Regions from separate parts of the Anas platyrhynchos genome. Here region 2 is linked to region 1. Evidence: chromatin contacts called from public Hi-C data. All regions are on one chromosome and are shown on one strand. The core of a region is the stretch at or near the end of the contact, and the rest is flanking DNA. Distances in the headings are between cores, read along the strand shown. Region 1 holds the start of WDR12 (WD repeat domain 12). Region 2 holds the start of SUMO1 (small ubiquitin like modifier 1).

Evidence for each region. A called contact is a pair of places that touch in the nucleus more often than the background predicts.
Region 2: a contact with region 1 is called in a Hi-C map of subcutaneous adipose tissue, with 2.7 times the contacts expected there. The contact joins the promoter of SUMO1 here to the promoter of WDR12 in region 1. A contact is called at or near these places in 2 of 8 Hi-C or Micro-C datasets (skeletal muscle and subcutaneous adipose tissue).

Annotation. Positions count from the first base shown.
Region 1 is chr7:27,832,743-27,840,638 of IASCAAS_PekinDuck_T2T, reverse strand. It overlaps WDR12 (WD repeat domain 12), which reads right to left and starts at 4,903. Exons shown (of 13, transcript XM_027461068.3): 1 at 4,736-4,903; 2 at 4,557-4,651; 3 at 4,175-4,269; 4 at 3,443-3,549; 5 at 2,453-2,568; 6 at 1,777-1,931; 7 at 978-1,023; 8 at 240-325; 9 at 1-40. The coding sequence starts at 4,776. CARF (calcium responsive transcription factor) reads left to right here and starts at 1,438. Exons shown (of 16, transcript XM_027461059.3): 1 at 1,438-1,569; 2 at 2,773-2,853. The coding sequence starts at 2,829.
Region 2 is chr7:28,049,737-28,057,632 of IASCAAS_PekinDuck_T2T, reverse strand. SUMO1 (small ubiquitin like modifier 1) reads right to left here and starts at 4,147. Exons shown (of 5, transcript XM_027461471.3): 1 at 3,991-4,147. The coding sequence starts at 4,002. NOP58 (NOP58 ribonucleoprotein) reads left to right here and starts at 4,176. Exons shown (of 15, transcript XM_072041113.1): 1 at 4,176-4,337. The coding sequence starts at 4,323. LOC140002955 (a long non-coding RNA gene) reads left to right here. Exons shown (of 5, transcript XR_011810719.1): 5 at 3,465-3,599.

The DNA.
Region 1 (7,896 bases), core at 3,654-6,153:
AGATGGCTTCTGTGTGGCCAGAGAGGGTTGCCAGGGGAGTCTAGAATTCAAAAGTGAGAAGAGATTAGATTGAGTATCATTTATACATTTGTTCTTTCAATAAATAAAAGAAAGAATCTGGTCATTCTCAGGCACATCACAGAAATTTTTTTGGTCTTGTAAATATTAACAAATAAGAATTACTTTCTATGGTCACGCTTCTCAGATAAATTCCTGGACAAACCTGGAGTTCATCTTACCCTTGTTAGTCCCAACTGTTCTGTTTTCTGCTTCTTCCGTGGTCTGTTTGCTGCTTCTTCCATTTCATCCTCTTCATCTGTAGGGACTATGACAAAAGACAGGCCTGATCTAGAGGTTTCTGAAGTTGTAATAGTGTTTTTAAGACCATCCTGCCTCACCAAAAATCCCAACAGGAAGTCAAGTGTGGGGTAAACACAATCTTTCTTTTAGATACAGTGCCTACATATATACACCCAACTGGAAAAATATGACTGGTAACAGTGATAGAGAACATGCAGATTAAAAAAAACAAAAAACAACAACAACAAAAAAAACCTGTTTCTAGAAAAGACCTGTCTATCTTATTGTCCTCCATACTGTGGTGTTGATAGACCAGAAAAATCACCCACAAACCTTTGTTTTGTAGAGTCTATATTAAAACCTGCATGTTTAAATAAAACATACACATAATATTGTGTTCTGAATAAAACAGCAACAGGTTGTTAATAACCACACCTGAAAATTTTACCACCCAAAACAGTACTTTAAAATAGTTATGTACAGGCTTACAAAGCTATTGTTGTGTCTGTGTCCCATCCTGTTCCCCTCCTCCCCCCGTCCCCTCCCAAAAAAAAAGTCAGAGCTTGCTTTTATTGAAATTCAAATTTTCATTATAAAGTATTCATGTATTCATCATGCAGGCTGTTGTAAGTACAGTTCTGAAGACAGCCAAGGATCCCAGACTAGACTTATCTTACCTGTAGACCAAATCTTTAACATTTTATCCCAAGACCCACTGCAGAACTGTAAAAATAGAAACATTTTGTTAAAAGTTGATCCAGACAAGCCTTGCAGGTCATACTAAGTACAGTTCCTGCTTAAAAAAAAATAACCAATAGATTCTGAGCTCCTCGAATGAGACTAAAGAAGTTTTTGTATAGATCAAATTACTCTTTTTTCCCCTCCTTTCTTTGCAGGAAGAATATCTACAAAACATCTCTTTCTTTCATCACCAGATTTTATTTTAATCCTTTTCTTACTGAGGCAAGCTGAGAGGGGTGACTCTACCTTCGGTATGAATGCTCTTACGTACTGAAGTCCTGAAGGGAAAGGACCTCTTCTGTCACTTGCTTTTTATGAATATCACTCTTGAAATATTTTTTTCCCATTCAAAACTACTGTGAAAATATTGGTTGAATTTGAAAATAGTTCATTATAACCTGTATTTATGTCTGTCAAATGCAATGTTTCCTTAAAAATGAACATTCAGCTTCACTCAACAGAAGTCAAAAGCAGCAGTATAATGGCTTGGCTATCGAAAGTCACCTTCAGCTTTTTGTCATACTAGAGGTAAGTGCACTGCTTTGTTGAAAAGATTTAGTGTTGATGTAGCACATATAATCTTTAATAACCATCATTTATAACAGGAATGGAAAAGTCAGTGCGTTGGTCACAATAACACAATGACCAGTAATACCCAGGGCCAAAAAAAATATATTTTTGAGATATAGGTTGCTAACATCCCAAAAGACAGGTTTCTTTTAAGAAGTCACTCACTTTAGTTCGCGTGCAATCAACAGCTATAGAGTCCACACTCCCAGCATGCCCCCTGCAGCAGTGAAGGGCTTTCACTTTGTTCTTCTCTGCATTCCACTCCCAGAGCAGGATAGTTTGATCCATAGAGGCACTGAGTAACAGGCAGGATAGACTATCTGAGGAAGAAAGAAGTCACGTTCACACCAAAGTCAGCTTACCAAAGCATTTATAGTAATTATTCTAATTGAAGATGAAATAGTAGATAGAAACCCAGACCATATTATCAGTTTACGCTGTTATTCTGCAAGTACAATTAATGTAAATGTTTACATACAAAATACTGCATACAAATATTTACAGATAAAGACTGAAAGGATGATAGACAATATGAATGCTAAAGTATGACATTCATTACTGTAATGGTGCCAGTAAAACAATCCGTTAACTTCATCATCAAGACTTCTGACAAGAGGCTGAAGTAATTTTTAACATCTAGATTTCTAGACATCGTCCTGGGCAATGCGTTGGTGTCCTATTTGAGCAGGGGGCTTGGACCAGATAATTTCCAGAGGTCCCTTCCAACTGTAACCATTCTATGATTATTAAATAGTCATTCACTGTCATTTCAACATATTCAACACTGAATTTATCCCACAATAAATCAAGCTATTACTGCTCCCATAATATATATGCTGACCTTGCTTCACCCATGCCACATCCTTCACTACTTCTGTATGACCAGCTATTGTCATGATAGATTTTCCTTCCAAAGACCAGATTCGAGCAGTCTGATCATAGCAGCCAGTTAATATCCTGCAAAATACAGAATTTGAAGCATTCTTGTCTTTAAAAGCAAACATGTTTTTATGAAAGAACACAACAACCAGAAAATGAAAAAAAAAATAAATAGTAACATAGCAACTGGTTAGCTGAAATGAATTAAAAATGTAACTACTTTGTATTAAAAACAAACAAACTTGGAAAAGTTAAAAAAATATATATTTTTTTTTGTTACAGTGCAAGGCTTTGTTAAAACCTACAAGTGCAAGGCTTAAGAGTAAAGGAGAAGAGCAATGAGAGGGAGTACTGCGTATTCTGGTAGGTGAAACTTAACATCTCATACGTTATTTAAAATAAAAGATAATAACATGCTGTTATTGTAGTATGTAACATGAGGATCTCAAAGCACTTTCAAACCATTATTTCATAGAGAAGCATGGCCTAGCTGTTTGGAAATAAATTTAAAAATATTGTACAAAAGGACAATTATAAGTGCATTTTAAAGAAAAGCTCTGCACAAAGCTACATAATTGTATTTGTTACTACATGAATGTCACATTTGAAGTCTAAATGATTTAAGCTTTAAAATAGAAATCTTGGTGTCCTTTAAGAAATAGTGAGCAGTATTTGTGTTATCCATTTCTACTAGCAGCATCTCAAGCAGTTGTTTTCTGCTGTGTTAAAGTTGCTGTCAGCAGAGAACAGAGATGTTAAATCCGAACTCCTTACAAAAGCAAGTAGTATCTGACTGACTTGCTAGGTTAAAAAAAAAATCATAACAAATCAAGAAAAAAATAGACTTAATAGACTTTTAAAGATACAGAATAGGACTTCATTTGACACCATGGAGTCCTCTGCATACAACAGGAATAAGTAATATAAACTTAGAACTGGTTTACTGTGGTACCATTCTTCAGTGGCTTGAACAGAACTGATCCAGTCATCATGGAAGATACACTCCTCTGGTTGAGGGGCCATGTATTTCTCCACATACTCTATTTCCACCACTTCTTCCTGAGTTCACAGACAGAAGAGTTATTTAGTGCAGTTTAATTTTTCTTAATAGCAATTATACTTAGTTTTAGTGTGGTACAGATATAAAAGTTTATTGAACCAAATGTCTCAGTATCCAAGTATTATCGCTTTCCATAGTTTTAGCAAGTTACAATTAATGGCAAGCTGAAAGCAAAATGAAATAGTTCTAGTTTTCAGGTTCCTCTTTACTGTATCTACCTATGTAAAAGCCGTGTCTAAAGTAATTCATGAATTTGACTTTTCTAGAGGTGATGCTAACCTCTCCTTTCATCTCTCAATGTAACTAAGCACGGGAAGCTAAAACATGTTAGTGATAAACTACATGCAACAATAATTTACCCTCTAAATTGTATAAAGACAACAGCTTGGATTAAGGGTGTTTCTTGCACTGCTCTGTCCTCTACTGTCTAATCATTCTGCAATTGAGAATGACTTTAAACATACAGGACTTCTGTGGAAGTCGGGAAAGGAGAAAAACTGAGCAGGGCAACGTTTCACCAGTTTAGAGATTTACCTAGTTAGGGTGACAGGGTGATACTTTGATACCTTGAACTGAGAGATGATGGCTAAATCTGTTTTGCGAAAGAAAGTGAGCATGACTTACCGTGGAGATATTTTCCATCTCCATGTGTGTGACCAGCGGCATACGCAAGAACTGGCCATTGATAAGGAAGTCAAATTCCACATACTTGTGGTCAGCTGAAACAAAGCAGAATTCACTCTCAGGTAGTGCTGTTTAACTGATGCTATCAAGAACAACCTCGCTCTGGGGCTGGCCAGCAGGAGCATTAAAAGCCCAGCGTGGGCAGCCCACGGCGTTACGCGAGGGGAAGGAAGGGAGGCTCGCTGCGAGCCACGGGGGCTCTGCCGGCTGCCTGCGCCCGCCCGCTGCTCCCCGGGCCCCTCCGTGCGGCCCCGGTCCGGCCCCGAAGCGCAGGGCCGAGGCGGGGCCTGCGGCGGAGCCCCCGGCCCGGCCCGGCCCCTACCGTCGGCGGCCACCAGCAGCTTGTTGATGAGGTGGCTGAGGTCGGTGATCTCGGAGGCCGCGGGCACGGAGAAGGGCACATCCTCCACGGCGTACCTGCGGGCACACGGCGCCGTTAGCCGGCCCTGCGCGGGGGCCTCCACGTACCCCCCCACCCATCCCAACCCGGCGCGGCCTCACCTGGGGTTCTCGGTGCGGAACCGCGCCGTGAGCTGCGCCATGCTGCTGGTGGCGGTGCTGCTGCTGCTGGTGGCGGTGCTGCAGCGCCCGGCCTGCCCCTGCCCCACGCGGCCGCAGCCCCCGCCAGGCCGCGCGCCGCCTCCCTGCTGCCGGCGCGCCCCCTGCCGGCCTCTGGGCGCCGCGCGTGCGCCGAGGGGCGGCCTCCATGGCGGCGCCGGCGGGAGCTGAGGCGAGGTGGGGCGGGCTCGCTCCGGGGGTCGGGGCCGGGCTCCCCTCGCCCCCGGGCTGGGGGAGAGAGAGCGGCGGGGCGGGGGCGCGGCGCCCCGCGGCGAGGGGTGGCAGGGGGTCGGCGGAGGCAGCCTGGCGGCGGCCGGGCTAACGGGGCGCCGCCCCCTCGCCGAGAGGCAGCGGCCGGCCCTGCCCCGCGGCGGTGGGGAAGGTCCTGCCCCGAGCGGAGGGGAGCCGAGCACCCCGGGGTGGGGGGCGCCGGCACCTGCGGCTCGCCTCTGCCCTGAGTTCTCCCGTCCCTCCGCGGCGTCCCCGGCAGCGGGCGGGGCCCAGCCCCAGTGCCCCGCGCCCCCCGGAGCTGCCCCGCGGTTCCCTGAGGGGTCCCCCTGAGCCCTGCCGAGCACCCGGGCGCTTCCCAAACCTTCCGTGTGCCCCGTGCAGTACCCGCCTGCTGCTGTACCGCGGACGCGAGCTGAGTCTCGAGCCCGGCAAGAGCTAATGTTAAGCTAGTTCATCTGCCTGCTTGAGGACAGTGCTCTGCTCCAGTTTCGTCCCCGTTACGTTTCACTGTAATTCATGCCCTTTATAATGGTTTGCTTGTTAGAGCGGTCTCACCAGAGGCAGCTTTTTCAGAGGGAGTGTTGTGTTAAGCTTTGCAATTATTTTAAATCTTTTTATTAAACCTCTTAATTATTATAGGGAAAACTGAGAAAGAATTGTTAGCAAGGCTTCCAAGTGTGTTTACCGTCATGAAGTGTAAACTGAGGCCGAGATGAGGCACGTTGCTATCAGCAGTGCTGAAAACATGAACTTAGTCGAGCTTTGGTTTATATTTTTTCTTCTTTTAACATGGGTGAGCACTGAAGACTCCTGTCTGTAAATGTAAGGGAATGGGCCTATAATCAAAATGGGCTCACATGTTTTCTTCAAGTTCAGTTTTCTTCTAAGAGAAGAGAGACTAAAATCTTGTAGAATTCCCTCAGCGTTAAAATAACTTGATCTGGGATTTTGGAAGACAGTACTTCTCTTTGGGTCTGCCTGCACATAGCCCTCAGAAAGAGCCCTCATAACTGAGGGAAGGCAGAAGCACACAGTCATGTGAGACCTGAGAGTTACATTAGTCTAGAACTGGTGTAGTTGTAGTTGGTTTGTAGGTGTTGCCTCAGCATGAGGTCTGCCTGCCTGCCTTTTGCTGAGTGATCTTGTTTGTCTTTGGAACTGAACTGCTGATGGTAGTATAGTAAGCTATGTTGCAGTGCCTGATGATTGCTCTCTTGAAGATCCCGTCACTAAGACTTCTTAAAATACTAGTGATGGTTGCAGTACTTACCTGTGCTAGCAGTTTCTGTGGCTGCCAGCTCTCTGTGGAGTCAAACTGAGGGCAGCAGCAGTTGCAGATACTGCTTTATTTTGAGCAGGGTGCTTCTCAATGGGGAGGCAGGGTGACAGAAGCGGTGCTGCAGTGTTAGGGTGCTGACCCTTGAGTGGGAAGCAGCCATGGAGCAGCGGGCTTGGCAGAGAGCAGCACGTAGGTGGCTCTCCTGGTGCTGTGCTGAGGCTGAAGCTGAGGCAAAGAGCTGCCAGCGCTCGAGCTGTGCGTGGGGGATACAGCTGTTGATTCAGTTTTTACACTAAGTTAAACTCCCACCTTTCTCCCTCAACTTCTTGCTAAATGTAGCAAGCCATGGTGTTACATATGCACCACAAAAATTTCAAATGTAAAACATTTATGAAAAGGAGGGATACTTGCGTATTATTCACTTTTTCATGACGAATATCCATGCATATATCTATGAACAGGATTTAGTTGTCTTATTTGGAGAATTTGTTGGCAATATTTAACTATGCCATTTATTAGTTATGTACATGCTTCTAAGCATCTATGTAACAGTATATTTCTTTAGGACAAAAAAAACTTTTTTTTTTTTTTTTTTTTTTTTTTTTTTAGGGTTGAATAGAATTTAGGCTGATGCAATCTGGATGGTTAAACCATGAAGTTCCTGGGGTGATGCATGTGCCAGTGGCTTGCCTAGGTTAAAAGAGTGATTATACAAGGTCACTGAACAGAAATATACTGCGGGTGTGTTTTAAACACCAAGATAGAACTTTAGGCTCAAGCTATTTCTGTTCTACTTATAACAGGAAGCTGGAAAAATATCATTTTATGTTTGCCCTGCTGCTATCATTTTTCCCTGGGCTGTTATTAACTAGCATGTTAGATACAGAGCATTGGGCTGCTCTGGCCACAGGTCAATGCTGAGACAGCCATTCCTGCACTCTGTGGCAGGGTTGTGGCATGCTCAGAGCACACACCATTGCTGTCTGTCGAACGATTATCTTCAGGTGATTTCTAACAGCTGAAAGTGCTGCCCTGGAAAAAACAACATATATTTCATATATTTATGTCTTTTAATAGGGGGACACTGGATGAGTGATGATGAAATCTAGTTCTGTCTGGCGTGGATTTTTTTTTTTTCTATTGTCTGCTTCAGATATTTAAACTGAAACATCCCATAATTGTTCTCAGATCCAAAGCTACAAAATACTTGGTAAACATGATTAACTTAATTTAGAGCTTGGAGTGTCTTCACTTGAAAATTGAAAGGAAAAATAAATCTGCTTTAGAGTATTTGTTATAATGAGCATATGAGCAGCTTAACTTCATAATGTTGTTCATATCAGTAGAATGCTTTATTCATCTCCAGAAGCTAAGGAGATGTTCTGCTTTGCCCATGGTCCTTTATATCTTTTCAAAGAAAAATAAATATATGCTTTCAGTTGTACAGTTCTTTCTGAAAGGCTTTATAGTCTTTTACATTCTCCTTACCAAAGCTGTAAATGGTTTAGATGCCACAGCTGAGATGGTCCATCTGAAGGAATTTGCTGTGTGATGAAGAACATAAAGCTGGTAGGAGTCATGTTCTAACATAATG
Region 2 (7,896 bases), core at 2,898-5,397, 220 kb before region 1:
GTGACAACAAAACATCAATTAACGGCATCCTTCTGGCATGTTTGTTACGAGATTAATTCTTAAATGTTAAAGTTGTACTTCTAAGAACTACAATGTTTTGATATCTTTCCAGGATAAGAATTAATTGTACAGGCAAGTTTGATTCAACAATTCAAGCACTAACGTTCTTCAACTTGGTTTAAGTGTTACACTCTTTAAGGCACAAATCAAGGACATCAAAGTTTTCATGTTCACTGTTGACAGATCAGACAAGCCAAAAATCAGGCACTATTAACTGTATTCCTTGCCTGTCACTGCATATTTTGGATGAGGCCTTTGGTTACATTCCGTTACAACACAAAGAGATCTTACGCAGACACTGCCACAGATCCAGATGGTGCTTGATGAAAAACCTCCCAAGAAACAATGATATCCTGCTGATCATATTTCAGATCTACCTTTTACATTCTATTGATCATCACAGTAGACAAAATAAACAGAGTATGTACAGGTACCTAAAGCTTCTGTTTTCCTAAACTGTGGCTTTTTTGCTGAGTATGTAGAAATACCATTAACTCCACCTGGCCTGATTTTTTTTTTTTTTAAATATCCACCTGGCACAACCTGGACTGCTGGGACTGATGTATTACTTTTCCAGCTCAAACCAAGAATTGACCTCAAGCCTTCAAGAAACTAAACACTCACTTCTCAGGTCTCCAAGCAAGTAATTTTTGAAGCATGGAAGGAGTCTTCAGGAGTAAACAGCAACCAGGCTCCCCAAAGTTTTCCCTTTCTATCATATCTGAACTCTAATCTCATGGGACTATTTTAAGGAATAAAGATATGCTGGCTTCCAGTCCTGACTCAGAGGAAAAAAAAAAAACAAGAACCTGAGACCTGTTTTGATAACTTGCACAGACAGCATTTTTACGTGCACAATTACCAACCTCAAGGAATCAGAAAGATTCAGATCTCTACTGATGCAAAGTATGTAACAAATTGTCTCCTGTTTTTTGCTATCACTTGAAGAATTTATAAGAACATCTTGTCTTTTTATATGATATTTCCTATCAGTCACTTAGTTTACCTTTGCATAAGAACTGAATTGCACAGCAGCACATTATCCTAACAGTAGAGGTATTTGTAATAGTTTATGCACTTCTACGCATTGTAACAGATTCACCCATTTAGCCCTCCCAAACACATCATCTTGTAGAAGGTATGACAAAGTATCATTACTACTATAACAGCACGTCTGGCCAATACAACTGGAAAGGAGGGATTTGTAAGATATTCGATCCCCACTCTCAGGGAAAGAAAATGTAAGTACTAAGAATTAATACGGAAAGCTGCAAACAGTAGAAAAAGTAGAGGGAATCAGAGTTCTGAAACACCACACTATAAAGGTGCTTGTTTAAAGCCCCAGAAACCTCTCACCCACAAAAAACAGGGCAGAGACAGAATTCCAGGAAAAGAGAAATTGGATAAAACCAATATTGACAAAAAAGTCTTTTTTTTAAAAAAAACAAAAGGTTTGAAACCAGAGCACAACACCCATCAAGACTGAAACAGCTCCCTGCATTTTGTCAGTGCTAGCTCTACTGCCATTCAATGCCAAATGGTAAAGCCAGTAACAACAGCAACAAAAAAAACAACCAAACAAACAAACACACTTAAGAACAAAGAAAGCAAGGAGATAGCAAGTTACTAAACTACTACCATTGGCTAAAAAAATCCTGGATAAACAATCCACAAGCCAACCTCCAGACTTTTACTCACACTGTGAAAAAAACTAGTGTTTATTGGGGCATCATGAAATGTACATTAAATGAAAAATGGAGAAAAGCACCACACAAACAGCACAGGAATACCACAATGCTAAGTTCTAACTTCACATTAGATCCCTAAAGTTTTAAAGGCTTTGTGCCACAGCTTAACCTAAAGAGCACAACATGAAGTACTATCTCACATTGCTATCAACACCAATCTAACGACCTTAAAACATCTGATGAAATTGGATGAAATGCACTGAGCGTGCCAGGTATTTGCTGTTGCAGCTATCAAAACCACAAAACAAGCATTGTAAAGTTGTAGGTTGCAGATTTCCTCCTCCAGTTTTCTGGAGTACTTAAACTTCAATGTTTAAGACTTACAAAGAACATACTCAGTATACTTTAGAACTTTTAAACTCGAAATTATAAAAGGAATAAGATTACAACACACTTCCTAACCTAGCAAATAAACTCTTGCATTTGTTACAGGAATGAGAAATTACATAGTGCTGTATTTGCTGTACATGAAAAGAAAAAATGCCTGCATCTAGATTCAATTAGAGCAAGAACAGCCCAAGATTCTTCATAGCAGGGATTTTTTTTTTCTCCTCTGCCGAGATCCCACCAAGCAGCTATGAGTTCTTTGAAGTTTGTCCTTCTTAGAAGTACTTTTATCAAAAAAAAAAGTTAATTTCCTATTGGAATCAAAGTAACTAAATCAAGTGCACTTCTTGATTTATACCTAAAAGGACAAGCCAAAATTACAACTAGGGACAAATGGTGTCATCTTAAGAACTGTCTTCCTTGGGGACGTGGAATTAACTGTAAGCAATGAACAATTGTAGGCAGTTTGATTATTCCAGTGGTCTTGATAAACAAAGGAATAAGACCAACAGTTCTGCATTACTGTACATTTCATGGGTGCTTCAGAAGCTGTTTAGCTGTTGTTGCACAGTCCCCCCAACAGTGTGATACAATATATGATAAGGTTTATCTTATCTCCAATAAATACATAAATTAGGGTCATTAACCAAAGCCATTTAAGATAAGCACTCAAAAAGGACAACAAATACAGTGAGTTTTGTACACTTCAAGCAGCTCCAGAGAGCAAGCATGTATGTGTTATGTATGTGTTTTACCGGGACTGGGCTGGAGAAGGCATTACCTAATGGAAGCTATGTGTTAAAACATGCCTTAGCTCACAAACGCAGAGCGCTACAGAACGGGTCATGTGAAGACCAGCCTTCAAAATCTAGTTCAGAATTTACTATTTCTTCACATGCAGCCACTTTTGTGCATTTCACTACACAGGAAGAGCACCCTAATCAGTTTCAGCAACAAGCTGTGCTCATAGCTGCACACTCAGGGGGCAGAGACAGACAATAGCATCCTCACCCACAGAGCTGCACCAGGGGAAGAAAACCACTAGTAGGTAAAGGCAGTGGTTTTTATTCACGGGTCACAATGTATCAAGGCTATTCTGCTAGGGAGACACAGTATATACTGTTTTGGATACTTTTCATTTCCTGCCAGGCACTAGAACTATTCCGGACTTCACAACATTGCAGGAGACATTTGTAGACACTGACATTGATTTTTCCAAATCCAAACTGTCACAGAGATTAAAAAACCACTGCCATCTGAAAGCAATAGAAGAGATCAAGTGAAACAGAACACAAATTAAAACTCAATGCTGTTTTAACTTTTCACCAGCAGGTCACATAGCCTAAAGCCACAGATACAGCAAAGGGCTGTGCGTGCACCGTGCCGAGCGAGGCGGGAGCTCGCTGTACGAGCAACTCTTCGCGCCCCTGCCTGGGAAGCAACACTGCGAGGTACGAGAAGAGAGGGCAGGGTCTCGGTGGGGTTTGATGTGGGCAATGCCGAGCGGGGAAGGTTTGGGTTCTTCCCCTTCCTTTTCCGCTCCCCAGGCAAACGGAGCAGCTGGCAGGCCGGGCCAGCTCCAGGGAGCAGCGCCCTGCCGCACGGCCGGGAAGCGGAAAGCGAAAGGAAGCGGCTGCTCCGCATCGCGGCCCCGCTGCCGGGGCTGCCCCGGCCCCATCCGAGGAGCAGACCGAGGGCGGAGCGCGGGGCGCCCCCCCTGGAGCCCCCCCGGCCCCGCGGCTCGCAAGGGGCGGCCGGGCAGCTCCTCCGCCGCCCCCCGGGGCCGTGCAGCCCCCCGCCGCCGCTCCTTCCCCTCCGCCCGGGGCTCCCCGGGCCGGGCCGGGGGCGGCCGTACCTGGTCAGACATGGCTCGGCCCCGGGGCGTGCGGCAGGCTCGGCTGGGCCGCTGCAGGCGCTCGGCTCCTTTCTCTGCCCGCAGCGCAAACACAGGCCGCGGCGCGGGCGGGATTTCCTGTGCGCCTGAGCTCACTTCCCGCACGGCCGCCCCACGGCTCCTCCCCGCCCGCCGCCCACGAAAGCCCCCCCGAGCCCCACCGGCCTCCCCCGGGCTGCTCACGGCCCTCCGGGGCTGGTGGCGGGGAGGGGAGGGCTTCGCTCCACCGGCCGGCCCGAAAAAAGGCAGGAAAAGGGTAATGGAACTGTAAAATAGCTCCGCAGGAAGAGGAGATGCGTGATCGCCAGGTAGGTTAGCTTTACCAGCTGCTTTGGGGGAAGGGTAGGAGGCATCGCTGGGCAGAACACATCGAGCCACATGGCCTTCAACCTCCATTTACTGGGTTCTTCTGTAACACCAGCCACTGGAGCAGCTGCACTTTGTATCAGCGCTGTTGTGCCTCCCTGACTGAAAGACATGCTGCAAGTGTGACAACGTCAGGAGATGCACCTTTGTTAGCCAGTGAAGCAGTATGCCATGTTTAAACTCTTATGAATTAGTTTTAAACAAAACTACTAAACCCAATCAGAACTAAGAAAAAAAAAGTCAGAAAACACACACTATACAAAGTTACACAATTAAGATGACTTGTTTCATACAAAGCCTAGCAGGGAGGAAAGTCAATTTTATTGATGCTACACCAAGCTGAGAGTAAAAGCAAATTATGAGTTCAAAAACACTATGGAAACCAACAAAGTAAACCATTTAAGACCTTTAAAACAACATACAGCAGTAAGAGAATTAAAAAGGACATACTTAATATTACTATAAACATCGTTTCTACTCACAAATAAAGCCAAGTTTAAAAGCAGAAGAGTGGCCTTACAGTGACATCACTACAGCCTCAGACACTATCAATAAACTTAAGCATAATTCTTAGATTTACTTGTTGTTCCGTACAGTACAGTCAGTAATAACAACTAAAGCTCCCACGACCTGGGGTTCAGTTACCTATCCCTATACATAACGTAAAAGCATAACAATGAAATCTGCATACATGCTAAGTACCCGCAGTGCTGACTCTCTGCCCCTTCTTACTCACTGTGGTTACAGATATGTTACGTCCCCAGGGTACAAACCGTATTGGTGCAGTACCTGCAAAACTGGTCTCTGTTCAGCCCATAAGACACAGGCATGTCAACAGAATTCATAGTTTCATTTTTTAGCAGCCTAAACACAACAGAGAACACATTTAAAAATAAAAATAACACTTTAAAAAAAAAAAAAAAACAAAAAAAAAACAACAAAACACTACCTAAGTCCCTTCCCAAAAAGCCCAAAGCCCTTCTTGCTTCTGCAGCCACCACCGAGCCTGCATTACTTCCTTTAATAACCTCGCTTAATTCTCAGGTGCAGTATCACTTCTCTAATTTCTCTCATTTGTAACTAATGTCAAACAGCTGAAATCAATTATCATTCACCTCCAGTAATTCAGATGGGAGTTTAACTTCCTTCTCCACAGCTGTGCATGCAGTTCAAGAGGCAAGTAGTGTAGTATTTTTAAACCTATTGGCCTACCTATGCTGCACAAAGGCTCTCTGGTCTGTCGAAAACAGCTTTCCTAAAGCTGACCTTCAACCTACAACTAATCTGTAATCTCGTAATAGCAGTGCAGGTGTTTGGGAGGGGTTAGTGTTGGTAAAAATGATGGATACCGTGTTCTAAGGGACTCCCTGAGCCAGCAGCACTGAAGCAGTGCTTTAGAAGTAGAGAGAACCTGGAAATTGCCCTTTTAGCTGAATGCCACCTCTGTGGTAACGAGTTCCTGGACATCGTTTGGTTACAGCACGGAAAGGTCCCGCTGCCGGCTCTCCGCAGCCGCTAGGGGGCAGCGGCGCCGCGCGCGCTCCCGCCCGCCACGTGTCCCGCGGGCGCGCGCGGCGCTTCCCCCGCCGGCGGGAGCGGTTCCGGCGGGGCCGCTGCCCCCGCCCCGCCCCTTCCGCCGCGCTCCCGCTCAGGCCGCGGTTCGGGCCCGCGCCGCTCGCGCACGTGGCCGCGCCGCCGCCAGCCGGCAGCATGCTGGTGCTGTTCGAGACCGCCGCCGGGTACGCCATCTTCAAGGTGCGGGCAGCTGCCGGGGGGCGAGCCGCGCGCGGGGTCCTGCGCCCAGATGGGGGCGGCCATGCGGCCCGGCCTGGCTCGGCTCGGCTCGGCCACCCGCGTGGCCACGCGGGAGAACGGCGGAGCGGGCGGCGAAGGGGCCGGGGCGTATGAGGAGCAGTGAGGTCTCTTGGTGTGCTTAGCCCCAAGCAGAGCAGGATGAGGGGAGGCCTGATGGCGGCCTGCAGCTCCCTCATGAGGGGAGCGGAGGGGCAGGCGCTGAGCTCTGCTCTCTGGGGACAGCGACAGGACCCGAGGGAACGGCATGGAGCTGGGACAGGGGAGGGTCAGGCTGGGGGTTAGGGAAAGGGTCTGCACCCAGAGGGTGGTCGGGCAGTGGGACAGGCTCCTCAGGGCCGTGGTCACGGCATTGAGACTGCTGGAGCTCAAGGAGTGCTTGGACAGCCCTCTTAAACACGTGGTCAGATTTCTGTCTGGTCCTGTGTGGAGCCAGGAGCTGGGCTCAGTGACCCTTCTGAGCCCCTTCCAACTTGGGATGTTTTGTGGTTCTTTTCTGTGACTCTACAGGAGGGGCTGAAAACAGCCCGTATTATAATCAGTGCAGCCAAAGTCGACATAAAGCAAATGTAAGAGGAGAGAGATGCGCAAAGAGAAATGCAGAAGTTCTGCAGAAGTGCTGCAGTAGCAGACGAGTGTAGATGTCAGCAGCTGGGGCATGGTGCCTGGCTGTGGTGCGTGTGCAAGGCAGCTAGAGGGCACCAGGCAGCAAGCAGCAGCGTTCACAAGCAGGCTTTAAACACTTCCTGTCTGAGAGACCGGATTGCAAATGGTGCCTGGCTTAGATTGCGATAGAGCTGGGAACCGTCTGCTGGACCTGAGCATACACAGTATTTTATTAAAATACATGTTTTGAGACAGGCGTTGTTTTTCCATTCTCGTTCTGTTTGCAGTGCTAATGCTAAATATGGAGAGTCATAGCCACACTGCATGTCTGTGGGGCAGTGAGAGCTCTCTTTTCTGAGACACAGTAGTTGCAAATTTATGTAGTTACATTTGTACATCCATCCTCTATCAAAGTGTTCCCTGTAGAGTTTAGCTTCAGTTTGCTTTTTTCCTTTTTAAAGCCACCTCTAGAGATAGTTGCTGCTGCTGTTTTGTTTATTTTTTAATTATTTGAGGGCTGGATGGAATTTGGGCTTCTGAAACTCTAGAAATAGTTGTGGTCGCCCACTCCCATTTTTAGCAGTACCCACAGGTATTCATAGCTAGCATAACTGCTCTACCTTTATGTTTTGGTGGTCAAGAGCTATCTTCCTCTCAAAACAGGGTAGGTCTCAGTTATTCCCTTATTGGTGTTGCTCCTATTGAAGAAACAAAGAGCCTAAAAAGAAAGGGCAAATAGCATAACCGTGTTCTAGATCTCAGAGGGCTCTTCCCAATGAGTCTTGCTATCATGTGGTGCATAAAACGTCTGTAGGTAGCCATATTTTTTATATGCTAGCAACCTCAGTTTAGCAGCTTGTATATATTTTTCTCTGTGTGTCCACGTCTGTTCATAGAAGGTGACAATTCCATCATCTTCGGGATAGAAAGGACAAACTGTAGCAAAGAGGCAAGAGGCTGGGCAAAGGAAGATTTGCCCAAAGGGCTTTTTGTGCTTCAGTGTCCTGTGAGAGATGAGTTACTGTGTTTACTTGCTCAACTACTAATTCAGTTTAAAAAATACGGCCTTCTTTGACCTGTGTT